3 separate regions of the Mus musculus genome follow, and regions 2 and 3 are each linked to region 1. A link is a contact called in public Hi-C and HiChIP or PLAC-seq data. All regions are on one chromosome and are shown on one strand. Each heading gives the region's core, a stretch centred on a gene start, on an enhancer-like site or on the middle of the called end of the contact. The rest is flanking DNA. Distances are from core to core; before and after follow the strand shown. Region 1 overlaps Atxn1 (ataxin 1). Region 2 overlaps Atxn1 (ataxin 1). Region 3 overlaps Atxn1 (ataxin 1).

Region 1 (3,889 bases), core at 912-3,411:
AGGTTCTAGCTAAGTGCTTACAAGTGCAAGTCACGACTGATCTCAGCAACCCCAGAAAGGGAGAAAAACTTGAAAACCATTTCTGAGACTATTTCAAACAAGGTGACTGTCGAAATCTGGCTTCTGATGCAAACTAGATTGAGCTGCTTTGGGGCTGCTTTCATCTGTACATATTTGCCCCGACTTGAACGGGAAAGCGGTTTCCTGAGCCTCCATCTCTTTAGCGGTGAGTCATTTCCCATGTTGTTGAGGCATTTTTCTAGCCTTTTTTTTTTTTTTTTCTGTGTATAGTTCAAGCTTTTCTTTGGCTGTTTTGACTCCTTTAGAAGCTCACAGTAACACATTAACAATCACACTCCTCGTGTAGTAACTAGAATAATAAACAACAGTTGGGGAAGCCCCAGTCAACAGCTCACAGACTTGGGAAGGCTGTGGAGGAGTCTGAGACCAATAGATCCAAGTAAAGTAAACCAATCAACGGACAGAGAGAGAATGGGATGGGGAGAGAAAGGAGAATCACGTTTTTTTCTCATAGCCATGTTTCAAGTGATCTCGTTATAAAACTACATCGATAGACTCTTGCTTTCTTGGCTGTTTATCTGATCCAACTGTCTTCAAGTGGACCATAATGTAAGTAGCAAGTATGACATTAAAATAAGGTGTCTTGTTTCTTTGAGAATCTCATGTTAGTGTGGACTTTTGGCTATTTTGATGTTTCTCTGGGGACACAGGGACTAACAACAAGGAGAGGCCTTGGTGGGATCCCCACAGCTCTGTGACTGATTGCTGTCCCTTCAAACCCTGGAGTCTACGTAAGGCTGGTGTCTGAATGGTTGGCTCTGATGTCTGCATATGGCCGGGGTCTGGATGGGTGTCCTGTGGAAATCTGTAAGCCGGAAGGTTGTGTACAGAGAGCCCCCTGTTTTTTTGCTCTGTTCAAGGGGTTGCTTGTTCTAGTCGAGTGTGCTGTCTCTGGGGAATGGATATGATGAGAGACCACGGTCACAAAAGGTGTCACTGCTTCCTACTGTGCAATCTTGGAAGTAAGCCCATGGTCCTAATGGTTCCACTGGTTAAGGGCATCTACAGGGCTGGAAACGGGGCTCAGTCAGTAAAGTGCCTGCCATACAGGCATGAGGACCCGAGTTTGGCTCCTTCAACTTCTTGTTTAAAACCAAACCAAACCAAACCAAACCAAACCAAAACAAAACAAAACAAAACAAAACTTGGCAGTGTGCACCTACAATTCCACTTCCGAGGAAGCAGAGACAGGAGAATTCCTAGGGGTTCAGGGCTAGTCAGTCTATCTGAATCAGAACTTGAGGGTCAGTGAGAGATCCTGCCTTTTAAAAATAAGTACAAGAGTGCAGAGCAATGTAACGGACAGAAAATGATCCCTGGTTCCTCTGTGCACCTGAGCATGCATGCATGTGCACACACACACACACACACACACAGATACTCATACACACTCAAACACACAGTGCACATATACACACATACACTCACACACACTCACACACTTAAACACACATACCACACACACATACTATACACTCACTCACACACTCACACCACATACTCTCTTTCTCCCTCTTACGCACACACCACACACACACTCACATACACACACACACACCATACACACTCAAACACACAGTACACATACACACACATACACTCACACACACTCATGCACACTCAAACACACATACCACACACTCACTCATACACACTCAAACACACATACCACACACACAGACTATACACTCATTCACACACTCACACCACACACACTCTCTCTCCCTCTTACAGACACACCACACACACACTCACATACACACACACCACACACATACACCACATACTCTCTCTCTCTCCCTCTTACACACACACCACACACACACTCTCATACACACATGCACACACACCACACACACTTTCTATTTCTCTCTCTCTCTCTCTCTCTCTCTCTCTCTCTCTCTCTCTCTCTCACACACACACACACACACACACACACACACACACACGGCAGCGGGGCTCTGAGACTTCATGATTTTTTTTCTTTCAGTTTATACTGAGGAATTGGGCATAGTCACCGCCCCCATTTCAGCTTCTCATGAAGTCTGTCCATATTTAGACAAACTGCCTCACTGCACTTAAGACAGTAGAGCCCTTAGCTCACCTGCCTGGAGGAGCTGATGGAGCAAAACCTCAGACTGAGCCTTGTGACTCACGGACTTAAATGCTGTTACCATGAGAAGACTCTTTTGAGTATGAAGTCATTGTGCTTGAGGTTCCTTTGAGCTGCCCTCAGAGGCTCTTTCATGAGCCGCACTAGAACCGACATGCTTTGGTTTGATGCGGAGAAACATGAGAGTTTTTTTTTTTTTTTTTTTTTTTTAAAAAAAAGGTCAGGAACTTGAGTTTGAACCGTTGCCAGCAGCTTTCGGATGGTAGAAACGTTATCCCGTGATAAATATTTAGTGAAGCTACTTGGCTCATGGGTTTTTTTAAAATGGCTTTTGGGTTCAGGAATTTTGAAAAGTCAGAGATTCTTTGTAATTCAAATTTCCTTCTAAGGAAGGCCGTACACTGTTATTAATTTAAATATATATATATACACTTAGAAGTTAAAATTGTGTAATTATCTTAATGCTTTGGAGAGATTCTTTTGTGACTAAACATTGGAACTTCTTCTGTTGAATGCAGGGAATTTGTCCAGAAAAGCTTAAGGAAATTTAGCCTACGCAGTGCAGTTTGCTCGACATCTAAGTAAAAGACTCAGCTGCAGGGGTCATAAATAACACAACTCTATTTTATCTATGAAAGATGGTGTTTGCGTTCGGTCTCTTCATTCTTTTCTTTAGGATTAAATAATAATTGCAGCTCACTTCTTGGGCTTGATTTATAGTATGAACTTACATGCATGCTGACTGTATGAAATTGAACTCGTTTTAACTATCCAAGGAAGGTTGTTTGAAAAAAAGATGATAACCATCATTTTTTATAGCGTGTAAATGTCTGGAGATTCTTAAAGCAAGAGCCAAGATGATAATACCATATGTCATTGCCTCTGGAAATAATTCCTGCTCCCACTACACACACACACACACACACACACACACACACACACACACACACACACACACCTTGCAGGAACTCAGGCTCTGTAGTAGAAAGACTTTGAAAAACAGGACAATCAATGGCTTGCATTCCATAGTAGAATTCTCCCTTATTTCTAAGAAGTTTGCATAAATGTTTCCTGGAGTATTTATATATATATATATATATATATATATACCAACAAATAAGGAGTGTGTGTATGTGTGTGTGTTTATGTGTGTGTGTATGTGTGTGTGTTTATGTGTGTGTGTGTTTATGTGTGTGTGTTTATATATTTGTGTGTGTGTGTGTGTGTATGTGTGTGTATTTATGTGTGTGTATGTGTGTGTGTGTGTGTCTGTGTGTGTGTGTGTGTGTGTACAGGAGGCCTGAAGTTCACATAGGCTGCTTTCCTTGTTCTCTCTCCACTTTACATGTTAAGGACACAGGGTCTTCTACTGAACTCAGAGCTCACTCTTTAAGATAGTCTGGATCGCCACCGTTCTGGGGATTCCTGTCTCCACAAGGTCCCAAGATCTTTGGAAACTGTATCCCCAGTACCTCCAATGTCCGGATGATTGTTCTAGGGCAAAAGTAGTCAGTTCAGTGAGATTTTTCAAAGGATTTTCTGTCTCTCAGACAGCCTGTAAGAACCACTCACTGAGAACCAAGACGCAGAGCTGCCTGAGAATACCTACTCGGAGAGATGCCGATGCAGACCTAATTACAGGAAGGAAGCCATCAGTCAGTCACCTTTTCATACAATTAAAAATGACAGGGCATG
Region 2 (3,469 bases), core at 269-2,768, 170 kb after region 1:
GGCTACATAATGAAGTCAAGACTAACCTGGGCTACCCAGTCAAACCCTGTCTCAAAAATGGGGAAGTTCAATTGCTACACATAGGTGGTGTACACTGGCCCTGTTCTCAGATAAAGCATTTCCCTTCCCCAATTCCTTTTTCACTTGGTGTCTGGACCAGAAGACCTCAGCATCATGTCACACAAGTCAGGAAGTCCAGCTGTGCTCATCTGTCAAGAAAGGAGGAAGCTGCCTATCTGTCCCTGACTAAGGCTGAGTTTTTCCTGATCTTACCACCCCGTTTCCATAGCACCCCCCACCCCACTCCCACACCCTTGCCCCACATTCCTTTCCATTTTGTCCATTCAAAAACTCCTTCCTCCCTTAGAAAAGCTAAAAATACAAGCAACACTTTTCAAGGAGCCTCCCTTATTAGGACCGCATAGTTCAGCTGCTGGCGAAAGGGAGCCCTTCATTATCCTGACTGCACAGGGCTGTGTCTTACAAGTTTTCTGCTCTCTCCTCTGAGATGGTCACCCTCACCCAAGCCCCATTAGCTTTTCCATGGTAATAGAAGGTGACAAAATGCTTGAGGAAACCCCATGTCTACATATGATGGGGACCCCATGGCACTACAGAGAGCTGTGTGTATAGGTTCAAAGATCTTAAAGTCTCTAGATCTTCCAGCCATTGTTAGTGGGGAATTGTCAAATGATTATGGCTATACTCTAGACATGAAGCCCCCAGGATCACGGACTCACTCGTGGGTTGCCAGGAGTGTGCTGACTTGAAGAAAAAGTTCCGGGGAGCGGGGGGAGAGGGGCAGTCTGGAGCTGAAGTTCCCAAGCAGAGGTCCTGTTGTGTGTGATCCTGAGACACAACTTGGACACAGCCTGGACAGCTGGCTCTGATTACTGTGGGAACAGTGTGAGGAAGGCCATTGTCAGATTCCTCAGGGCTCAAAGGCACCGCCTTCCTAACACACTTGATCCCTGCTGGCAAGGAAAGACAAGGAACGAAGGAGTGTGGGATAGACAGGGTAGAGAAGGCCAAAGGTTGGAGTAAGCCGACGACTTCTGGTTTCTCTTGGTTTGGAAGCAAGGCTCAAAGCTGTTCTGTGACCCTCTCAGCCTGGTGTACTAAGACTTAAAGCCCCTAATGCCCTCTGTGCCTCTAGTCATTTTTTGTGTGCTAGACTTGATAATGAAAAAAAGAAATTGTTCATATGGTGTTCCTGTCTCTCACCTGGCCCCTGCCTGGACAAGGTCCTTACTAGTTAGTTTTCTAGCTGCTGTGATAAAAACAGCTGACAAAGGCAGCCTACAGTAGGAGGAGTTAGGGAAGGATATAGATCATCATGCAGAAAGGGCATGGTAATAGAAGCAGTTGGTCGAGTTGTGTCTGCAACCAAGAAGCAGGAAGCAGACCAGAAGTAGGACTGGGCAACGAATCACAAGGCCTGCCCCCAGTGGCCCACTTCCATCATTGAGAATCAGTCTCCAAAAAGCTCCACAGCATTCCAAAGCAGCATCGCCCACTTCAAACCAGTGTTTCAACCCATGAGCTCATGAGAGGTGTGTCACACTCAAACCATAACAGTGTCTCGCTCTTAACTCAGTCTGGCTTTGAGCTTCCTATCCTCCCCACCCCCACCCCTGCCCCCACAGCCTTCTCTGTGCCAGAAATTACAGGCGTGAGCCGCCACGCCCAGAAAAATAGAATTTCTGTGCAATTTCACATGCCACAATCAAGTTCTCTGATTCCAAAGCTTCTTGATGCTTTAAGCACAGATCTGACTAGCACACGGGGTCTCTAGTGACCTTCTGAGGAGTTAGTGGTGTTTAGCCCCAAGCCCAGAGGTCAGCAACGAGCTTAAACTCAAGGACAAAGCTCTAAAAGCATTAGCTAGCAATGCTTGAGAAGGCAGACACTCTAGAGAGCCCTCACTGTGCCAGACTTTGGGGGTTTTGAGAAAATAGTTGAGGGTCAGAGAGATGGCTCAACTGGTGAAGTCTCTTGGCACCAAACCTGATGAATTGAGTTTAAAATGTAGAACATACACAAGGAAAGGAGAGAAACCACCCCCTACGAATTGTCCTCTGACCTCCACATGCCTGTTGAAGCATGCCTGCCCCCACCAAAACAAACAAACAAACAAACAAACAAGCAAGCAAGCAAATAATGTAAAAGACAAGGTTTAAGATAAAATAGGGACTGGAGAAATTGCTCCGCAGATAAGAGTACTTGTTCTTACAGAGGACCTGGGTTCAGTTTCCATGACCCATGTGGTAGCCCATAACCTTCTGTGAATCCAGTTCCAGGAGATATAATGCCCCCTTATGACCTCCTCGGACACTGCAGGCAAGCAAATACTCCAAATGTAAGAATCTTAAAAACTAGTAGCTGAAATCATGATGCCCAGTACACTAACCATCAATGCCTAGGCCTTCAATCACAGGGCTGTGATTCAAGGGCCATTTAGAAGATTAGCACATAGGTAAGCAATCATTTTTTCCCTCCTGGCGTACTGTCCTGTGACGCTCACAGGACCTTGGTTTAGGGTGTGATGTCAGACTTTTGTGCTTTCCTGTGAGCAGGTGTATGGTGGGTTGCCTTGTCCCATCCCAAACGAAGAGAACAGAAACAGTGCTTCTGCGTCCGAGCTTAGTCAGGTTCCAGTGTTGCTGTCTTTCCAGATGTGGCAAAGGGCACCATAAACGACTGTTCCTCAGGAAATAGGCACCAAGCCACAGTGGCCTCCCTGCTTACCTCTCCCCCGCCCAACCCCTGGCCTGGAATGATGTGGTGGCCTCGGGACAGGAAAGAGATGAGCAGAACCGAAGCCATAGCTCCACTCTGTGCACACCGCTTGCCCCATATTTCTAACTCGCCATCTTTTCAGTTCCAAACCCTCTGTGTTAAGTAAATGCTCCATTGCTGTGAAGAGTGTGTGCAGCTCCTGGTGAACCACGCTAGGTTTACACTTCAGAAGCAGCAAGGTGTGTGGCTTGGCATTGTTGGCATATTTCTTTGCAGGAAGTATACATGTGTGTGAATGTGTGTCTGTGTGTGTACGTGCATATGTATGTATATACATTAGTGTATGTATATATATGCATATTTGTGTATGTACATGTGTATATATGTGTATGTCTATGTGTGTAAATATGTGTATATATGTGTTTGCATGTGTATATTTGTGTAACTCTGTATGTGTGTACATGTGTGTATTGTGTTCATGTGTGTATATATGTTTGTATGTATGTGAATGCATGTATGTATGTATTCATGTGCTATGTATGTACAAGTTCATATATATATACATACACATATATGTGTGTATATATATATATATATATATATATATATATATATATATATGCACACACACTTGTGTGTGTGTGTATGCATGGATGTGGTCAGAGAACAATTTCAAGACACCATCTCGTGTTGTTTCTCAGAGTACCACCCATCTTATTTTTTGAGACTA
Region 3 (3,553 bases), core at 874-3,373, 230 kb after region 1:
ATAAAAGTTTTCGTCACGCTCACGGACAACTCTGGGGCCCTGTTGGGTTTAAGTTTTAGGATGTTTCACCGCAAACACTGCTGGGCAGGTCACTTGCTGGCATCATGATGTTTTCTAAGTTGCTGTTTTCCTGGGAAGCATGAGTCTTACAGAAAGTCACTCTCAGACCTAACTTCCGTTTAAATGAGAGGAGTTACTTTGGTCCAGGCCAGCTTTGTGACTGTTATGGTGGGTTTGCCTTTTACACTGTTGCAATTAAGGGCTTATATCAGACCTCAGATATAAAAGTTCTCTAAGGTCCTGAAGAGTAAAATTGGAGATACCACACGGTCAACTCTAAGGCACTTGAAGAATCTCTCTGTAAACAGAGTGAGCAGAGAAGAAGAAAATGTGAAACTCCAGTGACCTCCTCAGGCATGCTTCGAGGACTTTCTTTTCACTGCTTGAATTGCTTGAACCTTGCCCCACCCTTCTAACCCTCCGTTTCTATTTTCAGCTTGGTCCTCATGCCCTGAGAGCCTTGAGGCCGGTGCCTCAGAAGGGTGTGACAAACAGGGATCGCCAAGGAATGTGTATTTGCACGCAGACGGGTATGAGTGTGGGTGTTGTCAGGTGTGAGCAGTGATCACAGCATCTTCGGCCAAGCGGTCCAGCCTCATCAGCTCCTGCCGACAACGCCTCAGCCTGATTACTCAGGCCTGTCTCATTAGCAGCCGCTCCCTTCTGTCACACTCTTCCTAACAGTTGGCCTTTACCCACAGAGGTGTGTGTGTCTCCACCTGGCTCTCAGAGAGCTGAGAGGCTTCAAGCCTTGCACAGGAAGGGGAAGGCACTGAAAGCTGAAGGAGGAGGAGTCAGGAGACCTGAATTTTGTAGTCGATGTGGCAAGTGGCCATGTGACCTGGGTCTCAGCACACACACACACACACACACACACACACACACACACACACACGGTGACACATTTCAAGATGGACAACAAGAGAAATGGAAGTGAATGACCTCTGCAGTTGTAGCTTTTGTGTCGAGTGTCACGGAGACATTGCTCTGCCGTGGAGCAGATCAGCTCCTCCTTTTTCCTCATTAACTCCTTTAAAAACCAATGGTTTGCTACAACCTAGGTTTCCGGTGCTTTTGGCTTAATGCGCTGAGTGTAGCCTTCTGATGTAAAGATGGCTTAGCACAGCACTTCTCAACCTGTGGGTCCTGGCCCCCTTGGGGGGGGGTCAACCAACCCTTTCACGGGAGTCGCCTAAGACCATCAGAAAGCACAGATATTTACATTATGATTCATGACAGTAGCAAAATTACAGTTGTGAAGTATCAGTGAAAATAATGTTATGACTGGAGGTCACCACAACCTGAGGAACCACCTTAGTAAAGTTGAGAGCCACTGGCTTAGCAGCTAAAGGGGCTCACAACAATTCTAACGATATATATTCAGGCCCTCAGCCCCCACGTGATCGAAGGAGAGACCCAACTCCTTCAAATTGTCCTCTGATCTCCCTATACGTTGACATGGTGTGTGTATGCCCAGATATATTTGTCGACACGCAAACGTGAGTAAATCTAACAACCTTTAAGATGTCCTTATTTTTAATTGTACATATGTGTGCATACATGAGTGAGAGTACTCTCAGCGGCCAGAAGGGGGTATCAGGTTCCCCGCAGCAGGAATTACAGGCTAATAGAAGCTAGACAATGTGGGTGCTGACAGCTTAGCAAGCCCAAGCGGTCCTCCTGTCTCCGTGCCCTGCCACCGTTTTAAGGTCACATGTGTCTCATGGCCATGTTTGACTTTTTGTGTAAGTGTTGGAGAGTCACAGTCTTATCCACTGATCTCACTGCAGTGTAGGAGTAGATGCTAAATGTCTGTGATATGTGTGATATTGCTGTGGGTAGGGAAAGCATTTAAGGCCATCATATTATAGTGTAACTATTAGTGAGCCTGGGGGATTTTGGGGTACTTAAAAAGCAAAATTCCACCCCACGCCGTTCCTCCTCTTTTCCAACTGAGTGGTTTGTGGTTTCTTGTCTATGAGCAGCCTACACATGACTGTCTACAGATGGCGATCTTTTTATCTCGTATAGCCCCGTCATTTCATTGACATCTGCGTTCCCTTTTATTCCTGGCACGGAGCTGGGCCGGAAGTGCTGCATGACACGGGAAGTTAGCTAAGCACAAGGTCACGGGGAGCGTTCCCCCTCAGGCATACCACTTAGAGGAAAGAATTGATGGGTTACTTCAGATGAGGCCCAGCTTCTGCTCTGTGGTGTTTGGGAGGAGAGAAAGCTACCAGAAGCCAGTTTTGGAAGGCCACATCATACTTCCCTGCTTCTGAGGATGACAGGAATGAAGGTGTCCTAAAGCTTGGGTGTTTTTCCAGCCCTTTATCAGAATAACTGCTTAGAATACCATTTAGAGTGCACCTAGGAAGAAGCAGGCAAAACCAAACAGCACTCTGCCTGTTCAAACAGCACAGAGACAAGGGGTGTGAATTCTGGTCTAGGAGTAAGAAAACCGCACGTGCACATTCTTCTAAGAACACTCAAGTGGTTTCCTGATGTGTCTGTCAGGTCGGAGTTTTTAGGTTTGCATCTGCGATACCAATTTCTAGATCATACAAACATTCTGAAATAGGTAAGAGGGTCTGAGAGAGGACATTTTATTATCATCTGTGTGTGTGTGTGTGTGTGTGTGTGTGTGTGTGTGTGTACAGGGGGTTCCCTCCACATGTTTAGTCCTTGTTTGAAATTGCAGGTTGGCCTGTGGACCACAGGTGAGGAGGCTCTGTCCTTTTCCATGCAGGATTCTACAAGGATTTCCTGTCTTGCTCATTTGAATCTCTCCCCTCACCTCCTTCAAATCTCACTTATGGTAGCTTCATTCATTTCGGGCCGCTTCCCTTGTATGTTACCCGGAGAAGGAACCTCTTGGAGACCCGAGTATAGGCCATTCTCTCTGAGAGGAGTCTTAACTGTTGCTCTCTGAGTTGCTTGGCCAGGTCCAGCCATTGCAGGCACAGACGCTCTCCTCAGCTCCCTCCACCCCCCAGCAGTCTCACAGAAGGAAAGAGCTGTGCAAAGAAGAGTCTGTGAACTCCTGCCATATCTGTGTTGGGGGCAGGGGGGAGTGGGGATAGGAAGGGGTGGAGCCGCCTAACCGACCGTGACGATTTCTAACTGACCTTTAGAATACTATTTGTTAAAAGAAGGTTATGAATCAGGAGAAGTTCTCAGTCCAGCGTGCAGGACTGAGCCATCTCTGTTCACTGTGCTCGGGAGCTTATCTCAGAAGCGCTCCACTGGAGTTGGAGATGCCAAGGCACTCAGGTGTGCCAAGAGGGGTGCTGGGCAGAATTACTCAGAGCCGTATTTCTGGGAGCCTCTGCCTTAAACTTCCTAGCAAGGGAATAAGGTCAATCCATACTTGTGTGTGCCCCAAGAAGTGTGAAACACTGAAAGATAAAACTTGTATTAGCTGCTTTTGAGTCAGGCTACCTGAGATCTCAGAGCCAGACTTTTGTCACTAGAAGTTTGTGGGACCAGGGAT

What was found. A called contact is a pair of places that touch in the nucleus more often than the background predicts. HiChIP or PLAC-seq counts read pairs in DNA pulled down with a chosen protein or histone mark.
Region 2: a contact with region 1 is called in a Hi-C map of the C2C12 cell line, with 1.6 times the contacts expected there. The contact joins two enhancer-like sites. A contact is called at or near these places in 2 of 15 datasets of contacts at CTCF or cohesin (the NIH/3T3 cell line and pro-B cells), 5 of 484 Hi-C or Micro-C datasets (3T3-L1-derived adipocytes, the C2C12 cell line, adipose-derived mesenchymal stem cells and 2 more), 3 of 115 datasets of contacts at active chromatin or transcription factors (bone marrow-derived macrophages, embryonic stem cells and memory CD8 T cells) and 1 of 9 other capture datasets (embryonic stem cells).
Region 3: a contact with region 1 is called in a BATF HiChIP or PLAC-seq map of CD8 T cells, with 6 read pairs. The contact joins two enhancer-like sites. A contact is called at or near these places in 1 of 15 datasets of contacts at CTCF or cohesin (pro-B cells), 26 of 484 Hi-C or Micro-C datasets (CD4 T cells, CD8 T cells, DN3 thymocytes and 13 more), 8 of 115 datasets of contacts at active chromatin or transcription factors (CD8 T cells, bone marrow-derived macrophages, effector CD8 T cells and 5 more) and 1 of 9 other capture datasets (embryonic stem cells).

What each region holds. Positions count from the first base shown.
Region 1 is chr13:45,921,068-45,924,956 of GRCm38.p6, reverse strand. All of the region lies in intron 2 of Atxn1 (ataxin 1), which reads left to right. Among named protein-coding and RNA genes, the nearest start is that of Atxn1, 42 kb to the left of the region's middle. Within about 2 kb of position 2,161, at least 82 of the 459 cell types and tissues checked have an H3K27ac peak or open chromatin away from gene starts, as enhancers often do. A contact at or near this core is called in the C2C12 cell line, CD8 T cells, DN3 thymocytes and 4 more, where this site is marked.
Region 2 is chr13:45,746,875-45,750,343 of GRCm38.p6, reverse strand. All of the region lies in intron 4 of Atxn1 (ataxin 1), which reads left to right. Among named protein-coding and RNA genes, the nearest start is that of Atxn1, 220 kb to the left of the region's middle. Within about 2 kb of position 1,518, at least 67 of the 459 cell types and tissues checked have an H3K27ac peak or open chromatin away from gene starts, as enhancers often do. A contact at or near this core is called in the C2C12 cell line and embryonic fibroblasts, where this site is marked.
Region 3 is chr13:45,692,296-45,695,848 of GRCm38.p6, reverse strand. The region is part of intron 6 of Atxn1 (ataxin 1); the gene reads left to right. Among named protein-coding and RNA genes, the nearest start is that of Gm34582, 170 kb to the right of the region's middle. Within about 2 kb of position 2,123, at least 84 of the 459 cell types and tissues checked have an H3K27ac peak or open chromatin away from gene starts, as enhancers often do. A contact at or near this core is called in CD8 T cells, DN3 thymocytes, effector CD8 T cells and 2 more, where this site is marked.